2 separate regions of the Gossypium hirsutum genome follow, and region 2 is linked to region 1. Evidence: chromatin contacts called from public Hi-C data. All regions are on one chromosome and are shown on one strand. Each heading gives the region's core, a stretch centred on a gene start, on an enhancer-like site or on the middle of the called end of the contact. The rest is flanking DNA. Distances are from core to core; before and after follow the strand shown. Region 1 holds the start of LOC107951861 (ubiquitin carboxyl-terminal hydrolase 3). Region 2 has its middle 7.5 kb from the start of LOC107897318.

The links. A called contact is a pair of places that touch in the nucleus more often than the background predicts.
Region 2: a Hi-C map of leaf shows a contact between it and region 1, with 1.5 times the contacts expected there. The contact joins the enhancer-like site here to the promoter of LOC107951861 in region 1. A contact is called at or near these places in 2 of 34 Hi-C or Micro-C datasets (leaf and seedling).

What each region holds. Positions count from the first base shown.
Region 1 is chrA11:47,430,819-47,436,439 of Gossypium_hirsutum_v2.1, reverse strand. It overlaps LOC107951861 (ubiquitin carboxyl-terminal hydrolase 3), which reads left to right and starts at 3,606. Exons shown (of 6, transcript XM_016887023.2): 1 at 3,606-3,988; 2 at 4,899-5,015. The coding sequence starts at 3,872.
Region 2 is chrA11:48,076,616-48,082,750 of Gossypium_hirsutum_v2.1, reverse strand. No RefSeq gene overlaps it. Among protein-coding and RNA genes, the nearest start is that of LOC107897318, 7.5 kb to the left of the region's middle. Within about 2 kb of position 3,205, at least 6 of the 9 cell types and tissues checked have an H3K27ac peak or open chromatin away from gene starts, as enhancers often do. A contact at or near this core is called in leaf, where this site is marked.

The DNA.
Region 1 (5,621 bases), core at 2,357-4,856:
TCGTCGCAACGTTGGTCGACAATGAGTCGCGTCGTGTACCAACCCTTTTTTCAGTGGTACTGAACATGGCAGTTTTGGAACTCTGTATTTCGATGATCGAGTTAGTAAATATTATTTAATAATATTTACGAATTTACTATGTGTTTAATTCAATTTTGATTTGATAAATTTTGCTAATTGAACAGTTACCTAAGTACAAGTGGTTGACTCTAAAGTTAAATGGTTTTGGAAAATGATGTATCGAGACCTCATTTCCATAAAATTACAGAGTTGTTACATAGGTTATATTAAGGTACAAGGAGTAAATCATAAAAACCACAAAAGTTAATCACTATTAAAATTTTTTTAGCTAGAAGCTTAAATAATAAATATGAAAGGGCCTATAGGATAATTAAAATTTTTTAATGGTTTTGGACGGTTAAAGTTACTTTTAATTAGAAAAATATGTTAAATTGATATTAAAATAAAATAAAATAATAATAAAACTAATATGTAGTGGAAAGAAAGAATATATGGCTATTCATATTTCTTTTTCTTTATTATCATCTTCTTCTTCACGACATAAACAAGGAAAAGCTCAAGTTTTAACTTCAATCTTTCGGCCATGTGCATGGTATGTAAAATTAAGCTCATTTTTCGTAAATTTCATGATTTTAAGATCGTTGTAGCTCAATCTAGCTAGCTCAGGGACTAATTCATAAAATTTTCAAATGTTTTAGAAGTTTCTATTGATGAATCTTGTTTATATATATATATATATTAAATGGTAGAATTTGAAGCTTAGAAATAAAATAGGAAAAGTAGAATTTGTTAATTTTGAGTTTAGGGACTAAAATGTAAATATTTTGAAATTGACATGAAATTTTTGTAATTATTGAATTTAGAGAGCTGTACATGAATGAAATTGAAATCAGATTGAAAATCGAAGCTTGAACTTAAAAGATATAACTATTTTAGTTTTAGGGACTAAATTGAATAAAATAAAATTTTTTAGGGAAAATTAAAAAATGAAATTGAATTATTATATTATTATAGTAGGTTGCTTTCAGATGTATGAAATTGATAAATTGAATTAATTATATTATAGATCAGGATTTGAACCAACTGGTATATAAATGCAAAAAAAGAAAAATTTCAAAAGTCCTTGGAGTCATGTTTGAGGCTGTATTGGTCAAGTAAATTCATATGGACTTAATTTATTAAAATTTGATATGATTATGTTATTTTATATTACTGTTAGTTAGAAATTATATATATATATAAAGCTTTGGCATCAAATGGATTAAATATAAAAATAATGAATATATGATAAAATGAATGGATGTGTGTGATTGGATGATTGTGAAATTGTTATATAATTCTATGATATATGTACGATGTTTATTTCAATTAATTATTGTTTATGTTGAGTTGTATGTATACTAATTGTAATTAAGTTGTTGCAAAATAACGACTTCGATATTGAAATGATTAAATTGTGAAATGAGATAAAGCTGAGAAATGTAAATGAATATGAGAATGTATATGGTTCACTTACATGTATATGAAAATGTTCAAAGGTTTGGAATGAAATGAATATGAATATGGAGGCCCGTGTGAACTTAGTGAATAGCTAGGATACAAATGACATGTCATTAGGGTTTATGAAGCACAATGTGTTAGTGATTATATTTTATCAGGTACTATGTACCGGTGACTATATTATCAGGTACTTTGTACCAATGTTCATGTTATACCAGGCACTGTGTGCCCGTGTGTTATATTTATCAGGTACTATGTACCGGTGGTGGATACCATACCGATGGCTAGAATCTAGCATTTATTGCGGATTCTCGACAGCTTGTGTAAGCAGCATCGAGTAATGGTTAATGTCTCGATTTACAGCTTGTGCAAGCAATCTTATCCTGAGTATCCAAAATAAATTTCCTATAGTTCTCCAGGCAAAAAAAAAAATAAGTGATTGATTTCGAAATGAAAAGAAAGATTATATGTGAAACTGGTTGTTATATGTATGAATTGTTTATGAAAGAAAGAGTGAATGAATTAAATTAAAATGTTGCAAAACAAGCATGATTGAATGTGATATGAAAGAGAACTTAATTATATGTGTTTATAAATTGAGGATGAATTAGATATTACATGCTTTACTGTATTAAATCGTAAATTAAGTATATGTAATTTGCATTAGTAGTTCTTGATGTATAAATAAACTAACTTATTGATCAATTTTGTGGAAATGTATACGGAAGTACAAAAAAATGTAGCATCCTGTATTAGTTGGCATTGATTACAAGTATAAATGACTGTATGATGTTTGTTCAACCGTGGTTGCTTCGGCAACAACTGTAGCATCTTGTAGCTCAGATTCGGTGATCGGGTCGAGCGAGGAGTGTTACAATTAAGGTGATTATTTTCAGAGCTTGAAGGAGGGTAAGGAATGCAAAGAAGAAAAAGGGACTTGGATGTAAATATTGGGTTTTAATATGAGTTTTTTAATAGGGATTAACTTAAAAATTTTATAAATTTTAAAGGGACTAAAAGAATATTTTTTCTTTTTTCTTTTGCAGGTCTAGTCAACAATCCGTTAAGGGTTTAGAGCCTGAATGATCATTTTGGTCAAATTTTCTAGCAGTAGTGACTAAATTGACAAAAAAAAAGTTTAGAATGATCAAAATAGAAACAATGATATTTTTGAGTGACCTCCTTTATATTTACGATTTTCCTTTTACTTTGAATATGGTCTCCCCCAAATTTGAAAATAGTTGAGGTTTAAGTTGAAATATAATGAGATTTTGTGAGATTATTTTTAAATTAACAATTAAGGTTAAAATCAATAACTATGATTAAAAGAAAAAACTAAAAACATCATAAGTATTTTGTGTTGGTATCTTATAACCTGTTAAATTTGTTATCGAATTGTGAAAATAAAATTTTCTTCTTAGTGGTGAAATAGAATGAATTGGTTAAATGATAAAAGTTATGTTTGTTATTAGGGGTGAGCGTTCTGTGGAGTCAAATTAAGTGAAAAATTTTCGAGTTAATCAAATTCACGAGTCCTATTTTATCATATTAGCTCAATTTTAAATTTTTTTTCAAATCGAGTCAAGTGAAATAAAATTAGAGCCGAGTCGAATCAAGCGAAATTGTTCAAGTTAAATTTTAAAAAATTAAACTTAAAAATATTGTTATAATATAACTAGTTTCATGTTGGAGCACATAAATTTAAAATTATAAATATTTGAAATTTTTAAAAAAAATTTGAATATGATAAATTTGAATCATTAATTAGATCGTAAATTTATTATTTTAGAAAAAAAATTTTAAATTTAAACCTTTTTATATATTTTTTAGAATTTTTTTAAAATTTTAAAATTTTAAAATTTTTTATAACTTTTATTAAGTGAGATCAATTTACTTATTTTTAAAGTTTACGAGGATTAAAAAGATATTTATATTAATATATTATTAGAATTATGAAATTTAAGTTAATTCGAATTTGAAAGTGGAATTAAAGTTTTATTTACCTCTTAGTGAATATCCTTCTTATATGATTAAGGATAGAATAATAATTTTTTATTATTATCTATTTTTACGTTAATTGATCTAAAAAGATGTTTTAAGTAGATGCTACCGAGAACAGAAACAAGAATCATTTTCTTTGGCTCCTTTTCACTGCTCTTAACGGAAATAGGGAAACGGTGGAAACCCTTTTTTTTTAATTGTCCTCCAAACAAACCCTAAGTCGGATTCGGATAAACCGAAGAGAGCAAGATAGAGCCAGTCGTTGATGGGGTATTGAATCGCTGAGTTGAACCGGTCGGAAGAAGATCCAAGTTAGAGTTGTAGACGAACTCAATTCTATATCTAATAGATGGGCGCGGCGGGTTCGAAGCTCGAGAAAGCTTTGGGTGACCAGTTCCCGGAAGGCGAACGATATTTTGGTCTCGAAAACTTTGGCAACACTTGCTATTGTAACAGCGTTTTGCAGGTTCTTTTTTTTCATTTTTTTTCCTCTTCCCCCCTTTTTCCCTAAAAAATATGTTGAATTTGATAGTATATGTTATTTCCTATCTTTTGAATTTGATTGATTTTGACTTTAAGCTTTAAATTTCATTTATGCAAATTTCCCGTAGTATATGTTAATCCTGAAGCGAATTGGTTAGGTTCAGTTCTATCTTTTCATTTTTAGCTTCTTTTTTTCCCCTTCTGGTAATAGCTTGCTGCTTTGCTTTCAAGTGGTACGGTTGTCACGATTTAAATTGAAATTAAAATGTCTAGATTTTAGATATGCTTGCTGAGATGGTTTGGAGTCTAGAGTCTATACCAGGTAGATATTGACTGTGATAGATATCAACTAATGTTAGAAAGGGAAAGTATTACAGGATCTGGATGTTGTTGGTGATTAAAAAATGATTATAAGATTCATCGGTACTATCAAAATAATTTAGATTTCAATTTTCAAGCTTAATTTTAATATTTCTTTCATTCTCCTTTCATTTAAGTTGGGTGATTGTCGTAAAGTTATGTGAATTTGTAGATAATGCATGGTACGATACTACGGTAGCTATTGGATCTTGAAGTTTCAGATGTTGTAGATAGGTTGACCTAGATAATGCAAGATCTGAATTGTTTGAATAATCATTTCTGAATGATTGCAACTGTAGTGTTAAAGAGCTATGTTCATTGCCAGACTCTTTAGTTCCTATGTTTTTTTTTTTTTTTTTAAGTTTATGCTATGAGACTCAGTTCTTTTCTGATATTTCTGTTTATTCCTTGCTTTCTAATCAAGATTTATGTTAATGCGTTCAATGTTGGATATTTTTATGTAAAATTGCTGGGTAACAAATGCCCTCTTGTCTGTGACCAACGTCTTATGTCATTTTCTGAAAAATTTTCAGGCACTTTATTTTTGTGTACCATTTCGCGAACAGCTGCTAGAATATTATTCAAGTAATAAAAATGGTGTTGATGCTGAAGATAATCTGCTGACATGCTTGGCAGATCTGTTTACACAGGTATTAACTCTACTAGAAGCATAGTGTTATTGAGTTGTATGCCCCTATAGATGGGAAACCACTAGTTTCTGAAAAACGGCAAAGCATTTATTTTAAATGTTCAGACCAAATATTAACATTAGTGTTTTATTTATGTTTACCATTTTCTGTTCTAGTCTTGACCACTATTTACAAGAATGATACATGATTTGATTCATTTGAAAATTTTCTTCTTTATTATTTGACTTGATAATCCCGTGTACAATCATTTAGGAAGTATGAAGGCCAAGGGTGTCATCTTCATTATTTTTTAAATGGCTTATTACTGCAAGTCCTTATCACATTTGCATGAGGACCTGGCTTCATATGAGAAGAAATGATGTTTGTGATTTTCCTTTTTAAAAACCTTTTATTACTAGATAAGTCTTTTTTATCTGTCAATCGTATCAGATTTTATGCAGTCAGAACAGTCTGCCTTATGTTCCTGTGTAAGAGTTCCTTCCTCATAACTGCTTTCTTTTTTTGTTTCATCTCTTTTTTAAAAGGCTTGATTTTATTCTTCAATAATTGCAGAGTATTATCCTTTTAGGAAATTGCTTAGACCATCTTATCAGATGATCTTTTGTT
Region 2 (6,135 bases), core at 1,956-4,455, 650 kb before region 1:
TCTTGGAGGCAAATGAGAAGCAATGGAAGAGTTGGCTTCATCACTCTCAGGACCAAGTTAGAAGCAAGAATTACATCATGGGAGAAACTGTAACACAAATTCGAGAAGTGGCTGATTACTTGCAGTCTTTGGTGGTAAAAGCAGGCGTATTAAGCGTGAAGTATGAGTTAGAGTCAGAAAAAGGACAGGAACTAGCTTCATTTCTTAGGAAAGTTAAGGCTCTGAGCATTAGGGCGAAGTCTTATTTGTAACTCAGTTTTATGTAAAGAATTTTATTTTCTAGTAAAGTTTTCTAAATGGAATTAATCAGAATTAATGTCTCCTTTTCATTTATGCACTTGCATTACATTACATCATATGTATTAAAGATCCTAACAAGATTTTAATTAATTAAAAATTATTTCAGTAATCTGGAAACCAACAAAAACACACCAAATACGCATCCCTACGGTACAAGGGAAAAGACTAAGTCAATAGACAAAAGACTGAAAAAGTTAGAGCAAATGCAAAAGGATATGCAAGAGCAAATGTAGTCACAGATGCAAGAGCAGCTAGCTAAGATTCAACAAGAGATGAAAGAACAAATGATGGAGTCTCAAAAGGAGATGATGAGTCAGTTGTCCCAATTGCTGATGAGAAGAGTGGATAAGGGAAAATGTCATATGGATAATGTGGTAGAAAATAATGAAGACCCTCAGTATCCTCCTGGCTTCACTCCTACACATGTGTAGACACAACCTGAGATTAATTTCCAAAAACCATCTATTACGATCAGGCCTCAGTAGTTTTAGGCTGGAGTTTCAATACCAATGAATTTTCAAGCTGGCTCAGGTGTTAATCCTGGTAATAACTCGAGTAATCCAATGGTGCCTAATTTGGATGAAGTTGCGAAAGAGGAAAGGGCAAGGACAGAACCACAGAAACAGTTGGAGGAGCGATGTAAATTGCTGGAGGAAAAGGTCAAGGGAATGGAAGGCATTGATAGACACCCTGGAGTTGATGCAAAAGATCTGAGTTTGGTCCCAGACTTGGTACTGCCATACAAGTTCAAGATGCCAGAATTCAAGAAATACAATGGAACGAGCTATCCTGAAGCTCATATCACTATGTTTTGTAGAAGAATAACTGGATATGTTAATAACAATCAACTGTTTATTCATTGCTTCCAAGACAGTTTGATGGGAGTAGCAGCTAAATGGTACAATCAGTTGAGTCGAAATAGAATTGGTTCCTAGAGAGATTTGGCACAAGCATTCATGAAGCAGTATAGTCATGTAACAAATATAACTCCTGATAGAATTACTCTGTAGAATATGAAGAAGAAACCAAACGAAAGTTTTAAGCAGTATGCACAGAGATGGAGAGAAGTGGCTATCCAGGTTTAGCCGCTACTTTTGGAAAAGGAAACTACAATGCTCTTTATTAATACCTTAAAAGCTCCGTTCATAACTCACATGTTAAGAAGTGCTACAAGGAGCTCTGTGGATGTGGTCATGATAGGAGAAATGATTGAGAATACCATAAGAAATGGAAGGATAGATGTAGGAGAAAGTGCTAAAATGTCTGTGCCACGGAAAAAGGAGAATGAAGTGAACAATACAAATGTGGGGTATTCAAAGTCTGTTACTGTAAGTCAGCCAAAGGCCATAATTGCTGGTCAGGGTTCATCAAGGCAGGAATCTGAAGCAAGGTAAAACAATGACAAGCTACAATTTACACCAATCCCCATGACGTTTAAAGAGTTATATCAAAGTTTGTTCGATGCACTTGTGGTGGCACCTTTTTATCTAAAGCTATTACAGCCTCCGTTTCCTAAATGGTATGATGCAAATGCTCATTGTGAGTATCATACAGGGATTGTAGGACATTCGATAGAAAATTGTACTACTTTTAAGAAGCTGGTTGAGAGATTTATTCAGATGGGTATTGTAAAGCTCGATAATGCGCCCAGTACAGAAAATCCACTACCTAGTCATACTGATGGTGGGATAAATGCGATAGATGGAGATATTGGAAAAAGAACCAAGATAGATGTTTCAGAAGTGAAAACTTATTTGAAACTGGTTTGGAAGGAAATGGCAAGAAGAGGATTAGCTACTTCAAATACAAAAGGAAGAGATGATGGGATAGAGAATTATTGTGAATTCCATCATAAAGTGGGACACATAATTCAAGAATGTGAGGAGTTCAGATCTGTTATCCAGGGCCTGATGGACAGCAAGGAAATAGAGTTTTATAAAGAGGTTACGGAGGTAGAATATATATGCGCGTAGTAAGGGAATTCCTCCGTAGTAAGGGAATTCCTCAATCGAATACTGATCCACTGTATACAACTTCGAGAAATACTAAACTGCATGAAACTTGAGAGTGTTGCTATCATAACACCAACTCATATCATCAATCACTAGCCTCTCGATTCTGTGCTGTTTCCTTTATTTCATAGTTCGGCTATGAAAGTATTTAGTATTTCTATCCCCATTAGAAAGCCACTCACTTCTTGATTTTTGAAACCATAGTAATTCCTCTTGGTTTAAAAAATTCTCAATTTCATGGTGTACCTCTGCTTTTCTACTTCTATGTCTCACAGAATCCCTCCATTTTAGAGCCTTTTGAATATAGTCAAGCTCCATCATGGCCTTACGCTTTCTAACAAAGATATTACCAATAACATTTCTATTCCAAACATGGATCAGGTGAGTGAATTTGTCCAAATTTGTAGTAATACCTTCTTAGCTCTTAAGATTCTCCCACCACATTTTAAAAATCTGGATGTAAAAGCTAGCTAGCTAGGAAGTGAAATAGTCTTACTCCATTATTAGTCTTTGTTGAAGATTCTGAGACAACAAAAGGTTGATGGTCTGATTTTAGTTTATACAAATGGCGAACAATGGTGTTAGGCGCAAAGGAATGCCAAAAATCATTACAAAGAGATCTATCCAGTCTCTTAAATAAATTGCCTCTATTCCATGTAAAATAAGGTCCCTGAAATCTCAAATCATATAAACCATTATCAAAGACAAAGGATCTGAAATGGCTACAACTATTTTTTCGCATATTAGACTCTCATTTCTGCTCATGACCCCTTAAGATAGCATTAAAATCTCCCGCAATCAACCAAAGTTCTTGCACTATAGTCGAGATTTGACTTAGTTTAACCCATAATTGAGCCCTTGAACTGCGATGAAGGCTAGCATAAATAGTAGAAAAAAAAAAGAGATATGCATATAAACAAACTAAGAGTGAAGATTCAAAATTTCCACACCAAAATCATCATTCCAGAGAATCCACAAACCTCCCACGGAACTAGAAGCTTCCACTCTGAATGAATTATCAAAACCAAATTTTGCGATAACTATATCCACCTTACATCCACTTATCCTAGTTTCGAAAATAGCAACAATATTTGGCCGAACCTCATTCTTATATTTCTTCATGAAACTATGAAAGCAGGGGTGACCACACCCTTGAGCATTCCAAAAAAATAAATGTAAGTCTGGAACCATCACCCACAAAATAAAAAAAAAATTGTAAAAAAAATATCTATCATCTCAGGAATTCACAACATTTATAGAAGGCCTAGTCTTTGACCCAATCACATAAGAAATTCCTCCTTTCATACTAGTGTCTTTTTCGACCTCTTTCGACAATCCATGTATAATTTCCTCCATGGCTGCTACTATCGGAACAATTGAAAAATCATCAACAAAATCAATAATCCAAGTACATCTCTCTCTTTCGCCAGAAGCTTTGTTAATAACCTCCATCGATCTTTGACCAAAGTTTTCCCCCAAATTCCAGTTCACAATTGCATTATAATTTCAGCTTTGTATCTCTAAATCTATTGAACTACCTGGTTTGTTCACAATTTTGATGGCAACATTTCTATTAGAATTTAAGACAAACCTTGTTGATTATAATTGGAAAGAATCCAAATCCTTTTCTAAAACCACAGGCCCCATATTTGATCTATCATCAAAAGGATTACTTTTCTACCCAGCAGAACCCATTTTATTAAAAGGCTTGAGGATATTAGAGTTGGCTTTAGCCCACCACCTATTCAGACCTCTTTCCCTTTTGCTTTAGTAAACCCACTACTTGAACCTCTAGGTTTATTAGCCACTCCTGCCTTATCGGACTTCTTAACCATCTTGGTAGCCTCCAAATCTTCTTCTCTTAAACTCACGTCTCCAATCTTGCCTTCTAGACCACCAAAATTGTAACAGCCCAATTAAGATCCTAAACAGAACAGTGGTTTCGGGACCATGAATTCGAGTCAAAAAATATTTAAAAATTATTTTCTGTGTTTATTTTGTGTGAATTTATATCTTTGAAATTTTCGTGATTTAATTTGATCATTTAGGTGTTCGATTAAATAAAAGGACTCAATCGCGTAAGATAAAAATTTAGTGGTTAAATGTGAAAGTACTTAATTGCTATTGTCTTTATTAATGGAAACACCTATAATGCAAATACACCTTTACATACTTGCATGGACACATTCGGCTATTAGAAAGCAATTTATACATAATAATAAGTAAGGGTAAAATAGTAACTTATGTAATAAAATGTTATAATATAAAGTATATTATAAAATAATAAGACAAATCATAATGTGTTCATACTTTCTACTAGCCGAATATCAAAATAACCAAAGAAAAAGAAAAAGAAATAGGGTTCGGCCATCTTGCAAGCTAAATTCAAGATCAAGAAATAAAGAAATAGGATTTGGACCGGGGAAAAACGAAAGTTGTCGACTAGCAGCCCCGTCCCATTTTACGACATCCGAGGTAAGTTTATAAGCAAAAAGACTTGTTTATTTGGTAATTAAATGTTATATTTATATGCTGTTATGAAATGTAGAATTTTAATATGCTATGGCCGAAAATGATTAAATTTGACTACTACACTTCCGAGTTCGATTCGACCGAGTTATGACGTTCGAAAGCCCCGTATGAACCTTAGGAATAGTTAGGATACATATGTCATGACACAGGATTTCAATATATGTGTGCGAGTAAGACCATGGCATCGATATGTGATTCCGATATGTGTTTACGAGTAAGACCCTATCTGGGACAGTGACATCGATATGTGGTTACATGTAAGACTACGTCTGGGACGTTGGCATTGTACGATTTATGTGATTAACCAAGTGTCCTATCCAACTCCGAATGGTTCATCGGGCAAAGATAAGTTGTATTCGAGTGTGTAAAACGAGCTAAATGACCAGGTATGAATTAGCTTGAGGTTTATTTAAAATAAGGTAAGTGTGTAAATTGATACTCATTACAAATTGTGTGTACTACAAATGAGGATTATTTGTGAACTAGGTATGGGTATTTAACCTTGTGAAAATTATTGGAATGAGTATTAATTATATGTATGGGAATTTATGTATTTGGTCACATAATCAATGCATGTATATGAAATTATATGGTAACACATGAACTTATGTAATTGAGTGTATGTGAATTAGATTTGTAATGATTATTTGGCTTTGGAAAATTGAATGCTAATATGTTAGTTTGACTATATAGACATTCGGTTAGGTGATATTTATAATGAATATATATATGTATATATATACAATATAAATTTATATGCGTTTGAATCTAAATGTGTTATGATAATATAATTTGGTTTAGTTAAATTAAGTTGATAATATCTTTGGGTTGATTATTTGCTTATGACTTACTAAGCTATAAAAAGCTTACTTGTGTATATGTGTATTTATATTTTATAGATTTTGGATCAAGTTACAAGCTCGGGGACTGTCAGCAAAGTTCATCACACTATCTACTGTTTTAGTACCTTTTAGCTAAACTTAAATTATGGCATGTATAGGCTAAAATGGGTTTTGAAATATTAGATTTTGGTTTTGTATATAATGAGCCATGTGAAAATGGCTAAGTTATTATAGTAGAATTTGAATTATGTTAGTTACGGTTTAGATTAATTTTGGTTAACAGGTTGTGCGCCACAAAGGTAAGATATATGCGGTAAGCAATATTTATTTGTGAATGGCATGCTAAATATGTCTGAATTTGACATGTTAATAGTTGTGAGGAAGAAAAAAAAATGGAATGCTGCATGAATCAAAGTGTTAGGTAGTTATGTTCAAGTTGACTAATTTGA